Regions from separate parts of the Arachis hypogaea genome. Here region 2 is linked to region 1. A link is a contact called in public Hi-C data. All regions are on one chromosome and are shown on one strand. The core of a region is the stretch at or near the end of the contact, and the rest is flanking DNA. Distances in the headings are between cores, read along the strand shown. Region 1 holds the start of LOC112758773 (probable inactive histone-lysine N-methyltransferase SUVR2). Region 2 holds the start of LOC112758777 (pre-mRNA-processing factor 39-1).

The links. A called contact is a pair of places that touch in the nucleus more often than the background predicts.
Region 2: a Hi-C map of an unstated tissue shows a contact between it and region 1, with 4 times the contacts expected there. The contact joins the promoter of LOC112758777 here to the promoter of LOC112758773 in region 1. A contact is called at or near these places in 3 of 8 Hi-C or Micro-C datasets (leaf and an unstated tissue).

What each region holds. Positions count from the first base shown.
Region 1 is chr16:28,332,462-28,338,340 of arahy.Tifrunner.gnm2.J5K5, forward strand. It overlaps LOC112758773 (probable inactive histone-lysine N-methyltransferase SUVR2), which reads right to left and starts at 3,154. Exons shown (of 12, transcript XM_025807517.3): 1 at 2,645-3,154; 2 at 2,271-2,329; 3 at 1,187-1,403; 4 at 1,036-1,077; 5 at 446-935. The coding sequence starts at 1,369.
Region 2 is chr16:28,480,653-28,486,531 of arahy.Tifrunner.gnm2.J5K5, forward strand. It overlaps LOC112758777 (pre-mRNA-processing factor 39-1), which reads left to right and starts at 3,306. Exons shown (of 14, transcript XM_025807525.3): 1 at 3,306-3,482; 2 at 3,878-4,370; 3 at 4,464-4,570; 4 at 5,444-5,673. The coding sequence starts at 3,950.

The DNA of each region.
Region 1 (5,879 bases), core at 1,904-4,403:
AATTTATATCTTTTTTAAAAAGATCTTTTTTACTTCAAAAAGAAAAAGATGTTTTCACGTAATAAATAAACAAAAAAGTACTTTTAGTGTTGTACCTAAACATAATTGATAGATAAAAAGATCTTTTTACATGAAATATCCAAACATAAAATTACTTTTACTTTTTAAAAGATCTTTCGAAAAAAGATAACTCGAAAAAAGATCTTTTATTAAAAGCTCACCCAAACAAGTCCTTTGTCTTACACTCTTACTTAACCCTTAAACTTAGGTAAAAAATCTTGTATCTTCCTATGAAAATTTTCCCATATACTTTGAAACCCCATTATTTATCATCAGATTCAACAAAAGTTGATCATGAAGGAAAAGACACTGCCAAGATATTAAATGACTGGAGGAAAAATAAATAAATAAATAATCCCTCATGAAGGTACAATCAGATAAATACCAGGAAGAATCATTGAAATGGGAGCCTCATTATCTCGTGCGTCATCAATTGGCTCATCCTTGGGCTTGATCCATACAAGAGGATGGGCCATTTTGCTTCTTGGAGACAAAGTGCTCAGCGGTTCAACTGCTGGTTCTTTAGGTAGTACTGCTGGTGGCACTCCATCCGATGTAGATCTTCTTCCTCTGGGAGTAACTTGAGGTGATACAGGTTTCTTTCCCTTGTCAATAATGCCTTCTTGTGAATGAACTTGATGAGCTTCAATCATTCCATTTCCATCAGATAATGCTGCAGCACTTTGAGCATGCAGTATAGAACCATTTCCAGGTACCGTGTCATCTTCTAATTTAGGAGTTTTCAATGGAAAAGCAGCTGAACTGGGACCACTGCTAATCTGATTATTTGAAGACTGAAACTCTGGACCTCTCAAGCGCAACCTCTTTTTAGGTCGCAGTGGCTGATCTTGCACTTCATCATCTAACTCTGCTTCCTGATTATTTACAAGTAAGGATGACATCTAATCAGGCATGCGAATAAGATCAACAAAGAAATGCAGATAACTTAGCGACATAAAAATCACTTTCATTTACATCAACTCTCTTGTTTTTCTTTTCCTGCTCTTGCTCCAGCACCTGTTACATATACAAACAAATGGATGATCCTATGTAGAATAGACCAGAGTATTAATAAAAATGAATAAATAAATAAATAACCCAGTATTCAATACAGTAGGAAATAGACCGGATTTTCCTCCTCCTCAAATATTGCATCTGCCAGAGCTCTATAGTTCTCTTCTTCAATAAGCTCCCAGTTTTTATCATACAACTTAAGGAGCTTCTTTAGTACTGGCTTCACTTTTGATTCATGAATCCCAAGATTTGCCATTGCCCGATAGGCTGCTACCACCTTTGGATTTGGCGCCATTTCCAACCAGCCAACGGAAACTTCGGTACAAGCTCTGAAATGCAAAATGTAATTAAATTTCAAAGATGCCAGAGATGGGAAAAGTACAATATGATTTATAGTCATTAAACTGCTCCTTGATACTGATTTTATAATACCGTAGAAAATAAAAGGAATGGTTGATTACAGAAAAATAGGGCCTTTTTTCTTCCATTTTCAGTTTATATGTTGTCACCACTAATTTAAAAAACTAGATATAATTAAATTCAGTTCCCTTTTTCAAAAAATTTTAGCATAACTTAAGAAAAGAAAATGAAAAATCAGACACAAATAAATATAATAACAATAATATAATATCAATGAAAACGTATCAAGCTCAACATGAAATCCAAGCAGAAAACAGACCAAACACTGCCTTGTTTTAAGATTGAGAACCTAACTTAACTCCAAAATGTTAGTTCATTTCCATATAACAATCAAGAAATAAATCCATTTAAAAGAAAAACATTGTACTGTGTTATTTTACCGATACAATACTGCTTTGCATTTGGTGGCGGCAGCGGGCGGGCGGGCGGGCGATGGGGGTGTTAGGTCAACATAACTAAAAAATGCTGATTGTTGAACAAAAAGCCTTGATCAGCTTATCAAGTAATTGGCTTGTGCTGCTATCAAGCACAACAAGCTGGTGCCACATATCAATAATGGCAGAAAAACATGAAAATTTTTTGTTTCAGCTATCGAATTGAATGAAAGAATGCACTAAGTAAAAATTAACAGCTGAAACGAACAAACAAAAAAAGCACACATATAGAAACAGAGAACAAGCTCACAGCCTAACCCAATCAACAAGATGCAAAACAAATCACAGTGACAAGAACATGCAACGGTAAATTTGCACAAATCTTCAGCACTAATATCTTACCTGGAGAGTGCTGATCGAATACAGAGTCCAAAAATCAAAACCTAAAAGCGACCGAAAACCTGCAAAAAAAATCAACGAAAGAGGAAAAAAATGAGAAACGTGAAAGTCAAAGCTTCCGCAATGGAGATTAAGAAACGAAATGTAAAAGGCTGACGCATTTGATTTAGTAGTAAAAGGAGGGAAAATGAAAGCGTCGAAACCTGACAGGAGCAGAGAGAAGGGATATTTTTGAGTATGGTTGAAGGAGGGAGAGGAAAATTTAATTAGAGGAATGTAGGGCGAAATTATTATTATAATTACAATATGATAACCATTTTATTATCGTAATTTTTTTATGATGATGACGACGATAGTAAGATGATGCATGATTTTACCTGGGCCTAACTGTGTCAGTAATTGAGTCACATTGATTGCATGAGATTGTTTCCGATGTGTTTTGGGGAGTTAGGTTTTTCACCGAGTGAAACAAGGCCGTGACGCACGCACTCGTTCGCTCGAGGGTCGAGACTGTGGAGTGTGGACTCAGCTGTAGACTAAGGGGAAGTAGTTTCTGACTCTCTTCTAAGCTACCATGGAAGCGCGTCCACCATACTCGCCGGTCCCCATTTTCGAAGATATATTATTTTGTGATTTTTCCGTTTTTTTTTCAAGCCCAAAGGGCCTCAGTTTTGATGAGCTATTAAAACTTAAAAGACCCAAATAGGAGAGCATTTTGTTTGGAAATTTAGAGTGAGAAGAAATTCAAAACAAAAAGAGGTGAAGTTAAAGTGAAAGGGCTGCAGCGGAGGCTTAGATCACGTGGCAATCAAATTGCCTCTCTTAATCAAGCTGCACTAAGTTCAAACTCCAGCTGAGACTGGGATGAGGTTCAAGAAAACCTCAAAGTGTGGGTGAGTGGGTGTGTGAGCAGCTTATATGGCATTTGTTCTCCTCATCTAATGAGACTAAAAATAAGTGAAAAGGAAAATCCTGTTTAAATATACTCATGTTAATTTTATTATATAAATAGCTTTTTTTTTATGTATTTTGATTTATATAATTATTATTGATCTTATTATTTTCGTTTTCTTGAATTGTTTTTTATTTTTTTATGACTTAATAATTTAAATAAAAATAATTAAAAAAAAATGATGGCCAAAAATGAAGGCTAAAAGTCTAAAGCAATAATATCATTTCTCAGTATTATTATTATCAATACGAACTTTATTATTTTTTTTTCTAACATTCTTTAATATGAACTTCAATTTTTTTCTTCATTATTATTAATGCTTTTATTATTTTCTTATTTAATTATAAATCTCCTTATAATAATTCTTCGATAGAATATTTTTTTGGTCTAATAGATTTTTTTACTATTTTTTTGTCAAAAATAATTTACATTAGAAAAAAAAGATACAAATTAAATTTTAAAATTAAAATTTAAATAAGATGTGCAAAGGGCAACTATTGAATTTATTTGGTAGATTTAAACTCTTTGTATTATCGTCATTGGAAATTTCAAATACAATTATAAAATTCTAGATATTTTTTATCTTATTAATCTTAAATTATATATTATACTGTGTATTTGAAGAGTTTTATCCTTTTTGAAATAAGCGTAACATTATATACTTTTTTGGATACAAAGGGATAATAAAGTTGAAGTGAGTAACAAAATTAATTATATAATAAGATACAAATTTTTAGATTTTTTAGCACAATTGACAAAATTTTTTATTCAAAATAAATTTTTACTCTATTTTTTATCTTTTATTTGATTTTTTTAATAATTTTTTTATTTTTTTAATTAATTATGATTGTAACAATTCATCACAAATTGGTATTTTGTAGAAAGAAATTATCAATCATAAAATACAGAAGACTTAACCAAAAAATTTAAAAAATATTGATTAATCACAAAATAAAAAAGTATAAATTGTGCTTTAATTATGTTGTAAAATACAAATTGGGGCTATTTAAAATTAGTTTTGAATAAATTACCATTTGTACCCATGAAAAATACAGACGCTGACAAATGTATTTATATAAGAATAAAACGACAATTGTAACCACGGAAGATGGCTTTCGTGTGCCAAAAGTACCATAACGGACTAATTATGTAACCAACGTCTTGGTACTCTTGGCACACGGAGACTATCTTCCGTAGTTATAATTGTCGTTTTATTCTTATATGGTACATTATTTGTCAGCGTCTTTATTTTTTATGGGTACAAATAGTAATTTATTCATTAGTTTTTTATCATTAATGTTAACTTAAATTATAATAAGGTAAAAAGTGAAAATTGTATATAATAATTTAATTTAATTATTTATACTATCAAAATTATTCTTTATTATATTCCATTCACTTTTATTCATTAGTGATTTTTAATTGTCTATTTTAAATAAAAATTTGAATGGATTGAATTGATTTTTTTCAAATTAATAATATAATTATTGTGACATTTGTTTTGCTCAATAATATTTTTTAATTTATTTAATCTAATTAATCATCTCTTTTTTATTTTATGCTAATTTAACTAATTAAAATTAATAAATTTCAGTTATTTTAATTCTTATAACTTTTTATTCTAATAATGTATTTCAATTAATCCATTAATACAATTTTAAAATTTATATGTCATTAATAATAATCTCATTTTAAAGTGATGTTTATATATATATAAAATGTTTAATTTGTAGAAAATCTACTGTTTCTTTATACGATTAGGTTAGACATATTTATATTCAATTTATTTGATTACTTAATTAGAATTAATTATATTAAAAAATTAGATTAAGATTATGGTAGACTAGTTATATTGTTATTAATTAATCATATTAAAAGATTAAGATTATGATAGATTATCATTATTTTATTACTTTTTATTTTGATATTAATTCAGATATTTAGTTTCTTTTTATTATTATTTTTATTCTTTTATTCTGTGTTTATTCTCATAAATCTTGCTAAATTAAATAAGGTACCGTATATTTTTATTTTATTCCTCTTTTATATACACATAAAATTTATTAAATTATTTTTCTTCCGTTTAGTAATTTTGTTTCTCTTCTATTTATATTTCTTTCCTTCAATATTTTATTGGTTAGTACACTTAACATTTTTTATTTATGTGTAATATACATTCTTATGTATGTTATAGAAATATGATTTGATTCCATTAACTTGCAAAATTTTTTTGAAAAATCTAAAGTTAAAGTACAAAAATATATTTATCAATATTTTACTTTTTTAACTAAAAAATATAATATTTTTTTACCATATTTACTGAAATCCTAAGTTAAATATGAATATTGATTTTTGAAATAGAATAAATATATTTTAAATTTTTTTGCATCTAAAAATAATATTCTATCAATGTTAGAATTATTTAGATAGATAAGTAATAGTGAATGTAGAATTATTTAGAATGGATAGAATTAAGTACATCTTTTTATTGAAAATATGAATTTAAAAATATTATATTCATTTCTCAATAGTTAACCTCTCGTTGAACCATTGTATGTTCAAAAGATTTTTAAAGAAATGAAATAATTTTAGGTATATAATTTTTTGTAAAAATGTAATTAATTCAAGATATTTATTGTCGTTGATTAAAAAAGTAAATT
Region 2 (5,879 bases), core at 2,056-4,555, 150 kb after region 1:
CAACTCTTTTAAAAAATAATTAAAGAGATTATTAAAATCTTATGAAAGTAATTATTCCATAGAATAATTGAATCGGAAGGGTAATTTTTGAAATCACCGAGTCTTGTTACTAATTAAAACAGAGTAAAATAATATTGAAGTTTAGGACACGCGTTTATCTCTCACAGTATATCTATTCTTTTCACGTATCAAGTCTAAATCTGCCTTATTATTTTATGACAAGGTGATTCTCAGATATTTATCGAATTTTCTCATCACAGAATTTCTGAGAATAACCTTGTGGAGAATCAGAGTGTTATATGCTAGGGTGAGGTGGTGATTTGGGGATGGATCGACACTTTGTGGTTGGCTCAAAGTGAGTTTTTTGGTTCTTTTTTTTATACAGGTGTTTTGTGAAACGGGTTTGTTCAAGGGTTGTGGGTCATGTGTAGAGGTCTTAGTTGTTGGGATTGGGGTGTTGTGGCTTTGTGTGTCATGGTTTGGTCCGTTGTTTGTGTTATTTGGTTTTTGACTACTTCGGATGTTCCTATTGAACTGTTTGGTTTTTCTGGGCTTTTGGGTTATAATTCTTCTTACTGGATTTTGTTGTTGGGCTTGTTCCAATAGGGTTCCCTTTGGTTAATGTCTCTTTCTGACTTTCATTATCCACGCCCTGATTAGAGACATCATTTGTTTCTTTTTCTATTACCTCGTCCTCCACTACCTATAGTGAGGCATACCTCGTGCCTGTCATATTTGTCCCATTTTATATTTCTTTTTTGCTTCCTTATCCACTAGTCCCCCCACCAACCTTTCCAGTTTTTTTTCACCAACCTTTCCAGTTCTTTTTCCACAAGTTGCTCTCTGTACTACCATCCAAGGACCATATTGGTCATCATTCTCCTAAAGGACGTTTTTGCCCTTGTATTTTCCTGCAATTCCCATGCTGCCCTCGTATTTTTTGCCTTCTAACTATTCATTTTTCTTTGTCCCGCCATGTTTCTTCTGGTTGGCCTCCTCTTCTACTCTTTCCAGTTGCTTATTTTTCGGTATTTTTGTTGCAATTTGTTTTCTTATGTCCTACCATACTACAAGAGAAACAAATGTTATAAATCCCTTCATACTCCACTAGGTATTTAACTCCGTTAATGGCGTATTATGAGACCAAAGGCTCATTAAGATCAATTTCAATTTACAACCTAGCAAAATTTTCTCGATATTTGTTAGCTGTATTCGCGTCCATCTTGATTGTTCTTCCTATAATGTTTCCTATCCTCTTCAGCATTTCATCTTCATGGTATTCTATTGCTAGTCCTGGAAGTCTCACTCATGCCGCAATAGAGTTGATAATTGCTTCCTCCGGGTTGAAATTCGGATTCCATGGTCAAATTGTGAGGTAATAGTCTAGGATCTTCCATGGTCCTTCGATGAGGGCGAAATTTAAGTATTATTGAGAGTAAAATTTTACTACAAAGAAATCACTTCCTAGATCAATCACTTCAATAATGCTCTTCCTTCCCCACATAGTTTTTAGTCTCCTAGTGATTGCTGGACAGAAAATCTTCCTTCCGAGGAGTTTCACTATTAGGGTATCCCACTAGGGGTATCTAAGAGTCTTCACAGCTGCCTCGTTTAGGACGAAATTGAAAATCCCATCCATTCTCTCCACTCTAATTTTTGGGGTTTGACTGCTCATTTTTGTTGGCTCGGTAGTACCTCTATTTTTTTCCTCCTTGTCTCCTATCTCCATATCAGTGTCAAATTCTTCAGACTCTTCTCCCTCAGATGATGAGAAGCTGTCATCCTCCATGTCCATGGGGTTTGTCCTTCCTCTTACCGCATCTCTAGGTAGCGTTTGGTGGAGAGACAGAGACGTAAAGACTGAGACTGAGAGACAGAGACTAAGAGACAGATATTGAAATAAATCTCAGTATTCTGTTTGGTGCAAAATGGGAGACAGAAATTGAAACAAGAATGAAACTCTAATTTAATTTGCACAAAGGATAAAATTAGAATTAATTAATTGAAATGGGGGTATTTTAGGTATAAAATGTTATTAAAGTTTCAGTCTCCATCTCTAAAAATTTTAGTCCCCTGTCTCTCTACTTTTTGGAGGTACTGAAATACTGAAATTTTGGAGACAGAGACAAAAATTTTAGTACCAGTCTCTGAACCAACAAACATGATATTGAGTCACAGTCTCTCAATCTCTGTCTCAGTACCTCAAAACAAACGCTACGTAGGTAGCGTTTGGTGGAGAGACAGAGACAGAAAGACTGAGATTGAGAGACAGAGACTAAGAGACGGAGATTGAAATAAATCTCAGTATTCTGTTTGGTACAAAATGGGAGACAGAAATTGAAACAACAATGAAACTCTAATTTAATTTGCACAAAGGATAAAATTGAAATTAATTAATTGAAATAAAGGTATTTTAGGTATAAAATGTTATTAAAGTTTCAGTCTCCATCTTTAAAAATTTTAGTCCCCTATGTCCCTACTTTTTGGAGGTACTGAAATACTGAAATTTTGAAGACAGAGACAGAAAATTTAGTACCAATCTCTGAACTAACAAACATAATATTGAGTCACAGTCTCTCAGTCTCTGTCTTAGTACCTCAAAACAAACGCTATCTAAAAGACTTGGTTTTTTGGGTCTCCACTACCGGCTGGTGCATAGTCACTATATTTGGTTGTTGATTCTCTTCTAACATCCAATCCTCTTCTTTGGAAACGAGAGAGGTGTCTCTTATAAAGGTTTGGTCTTCCCCCACCTTGCATACTTTCGTTCCACTTCTTTCCATTATGTCTATCTTCTGCTCTGGTGGTTGTCGTGGCTCATGTGTCTTGGAGTGTCCTTCCTCCTTTAATGAGGTGGGGTTCAGCAGTGTTCACTGGGGTGTACGAAGAGAAAAATGAAGATCAAACCTTTTTAGATAAATAATTTTTTCACCGAAGTAGATTTTCTTGACTTCTTGGGCCTCAAAAGTTTGCTTGGACGGACAAACACCAACCTAGAAGAGCCCAATGTACATCTTAAGAGCCCTTTAAGCCTTTTAGACAAAAAGGTCAATGAGTCTTAACCCAATAAAAAACTCTTTGATAGTAACCAGTGTCTTTGGTTTCGTATGATGTGGTCACTTTACTCACTTGTCTACCCCCGTTGCCACGAAACAATTCACACTTTAGCCACGACGCCAGTAAGACAGAAAAGCCCATTGCTTAATCTAGACGGTAGAACAAATCAAATGGTTAAACTAACGGCTCAGATCGCATTATTATCCAACACCAACGGTTAACGACACAGAGGGTGCATCAAACGCCACGGACCTGCAACCACAACTCAATGCTCCGGTATATAAATCCACTACCTCTTTCCTTGCCCTACTTCATATTTTCCAAATTTCCAATTTCAGATTGTGTTGCTGAAGAAGAAAGAGAAGGCTTTACTCTCTGCGAATTTCTCACTCTCTCTCTCTCTCTCACTCACTCTCTCTCTTCAGGTACTTGCAGTGCTATCTGCAGTGTCGATTAGGGTTTAGAATCTGAAAAACCTAAGCCAGGTTTTGTCGTAGCTATTTATTAGAATTCAAATTTTGTACTAATTGATGATTATGTTTGCTCTGAATCCAAATGCTGTACCTAGAATTCTTGTTACTGTGAGTCTGTGATTTTGTGATGCGCTCTTTGTTGCACTCCTAGATTTTAGGAATTCTATTTAATTCAGCTCCAAGCCTTTGTAGAATGCGATGAATTATCTCTTTTTGTTTGTATGCTTGTATATATAATTTAGGGAAACTATGTTTGCATTTAGAGCAACACTGCATAGTGAGAACAACAATGAATTTCTTTAGTTTTGTCCTTCCATTTCTAACCTGCTAGTTAACTTTTTCTGTAGGATTATTACCGCGTTACTATTTGCTTGTTTGATTCATTAAGCTTTTGAAGGTGAAGGCTTGCTTATTCAACTATGGGAGATAGTGAAACAGTAGTTGCCGAAGCACCTGCAGCTGAGACACATGCTGCTGCTGGGTTTGGTGACTCTGCCTCAAACCCTACTCAGGAAGCAGCTTCTACTGTTGCTGAGCCTGCTGCAGAGGCTGTTACTCAAGCCAATTCAGCTTATGCCTTAGGTTATTCGAATACTGGCGACGGGAATGCTTATGCTGGGGATCCTAATGCTATGCAACCAGAAGCCCAAACCAATTCAATGGAGGATTCCAAGCAAGGTACTGAAGCTCCAAGTGGGCTTGGAAGTGCAGCTACAGGCTCAAGTCAAGTAAATGGTGGTCCAGTGGGTGCAATAGCAAATGCAACAGGACTTGAAAATGGGAATGCATTAGGGAACACTGATGGATCGGCTGATGAGAAACAGCTTGTGGATGGTTATGGTATGATATTTTCTGTTACCTATATGCAATGCAACCCAATTTTTGTGTCCGATTCATTTGTTTTATTATCATCTTTTATTTTGCTGCTTGCAGCTGCCATGTCTGCTGAAGAAGATCGACTGTGGAATATTGTAAGAGCTAATTCTTCAGATTTTACGGCTTGGACTTCCTTGATCGAAGAGACAGAGAAGGTGGCCGAGGTTTGTTTCCATAATACATAAGACTTGAATTAGTTGTTGGAACTTGGATGTGTTATTATTCTAGTATTAACGTTTTTATTTCGATGACTGGGAGGAAAGTGTTTTGCTCTGCTGTTTTCAGTGGCAGTGTCTGCTTCGAGCTTTATAATGTAATGTCTAGTTTGAGTATGTCTTGCATATAGAATATATGAGCTCTTTGATTCTTTTTTTTCCCTTTTTAATTGGAGTAGAGTTGTATGGATGCATGTTGTCGCTGGTTTGTGTCTATTCTCTGGTTATTCAGTCATTTCTTTCTTTCTTTTTTCGTTGTGGGGAATGTATTTTTACAATTCCAGCCAATTGCATGTGGTGTTTTCGCATTGAAGAAGTTTGAGATATTTTTAGACTTCTAATACTTCCTGAGAAAAAGATGAGGCAATGAAATGATATTTTAATGCATGATATTCTTGCAATTACAATTGTATGTATGTGTGTTCAAAGGCATTGAATTGAACCATCTACATTGTAAATTTAAAAATACATATCTGTGTTTTCCCCTAAAGAAAATTTAATTCAAAATAGTTTGTTGTAATTCTTTGTCTCTAAAAAATGCTTTTTCTGGTTGTAATTTTCACATGATTTTTTGTGGGCAATATATTTGATTTGGTTTTCCAAAAGGAGAATGAAGTGAGCACTGTTCTGCATTTTGTTACTCATTGGAATGCTTCTTAGAAATTGTGATATATCTGCCATATGAAAGTTCGTTTTTGTCTTCTATTGTCTTTCTAATCTCTGGATCTTTTTTTGATGGCAACATTGTTATTGTTTTTATTTCTGCTCTAAGTTCTAGTACTCACAAATGACAAAACCCATTCAATAAATTCATCATTGCAGGATAACATTCTGAAGATTCGAAGAGTTTATGATGCTTTTCTAGCTGAGTTTCCCTTATGTTATGGTTATTGGAAGAAATATGCTGATCATGAGGCACGGCTTGGCTCTGTCGATAAAGTTGTTGAAGTTTATGAACGTGCTGTTCAAGGTGTTACCTATTCAGTGGATATGTGGTTGCATTATTGCATATTTGCTATAGGCACGTATGGGGATCCAGACACTGTGCGTAGGTAATGGTTGCTTATTTTTTATTATTTTTTCCCCTTTTTGGCATTGGGAGGTTTTCATCAGATTTCTTATTCACTGGGCTGTGGTGTTTCTCGCCTGCTTTCTAACCGAATTTCAGAATGGGTGCAACAGTGATATCTTCCTTTTCTGGCGGAAAAGCTTTGATAGGATTGCATGTCAGAATGTTTTCCTTTCTGATGTGGAAATT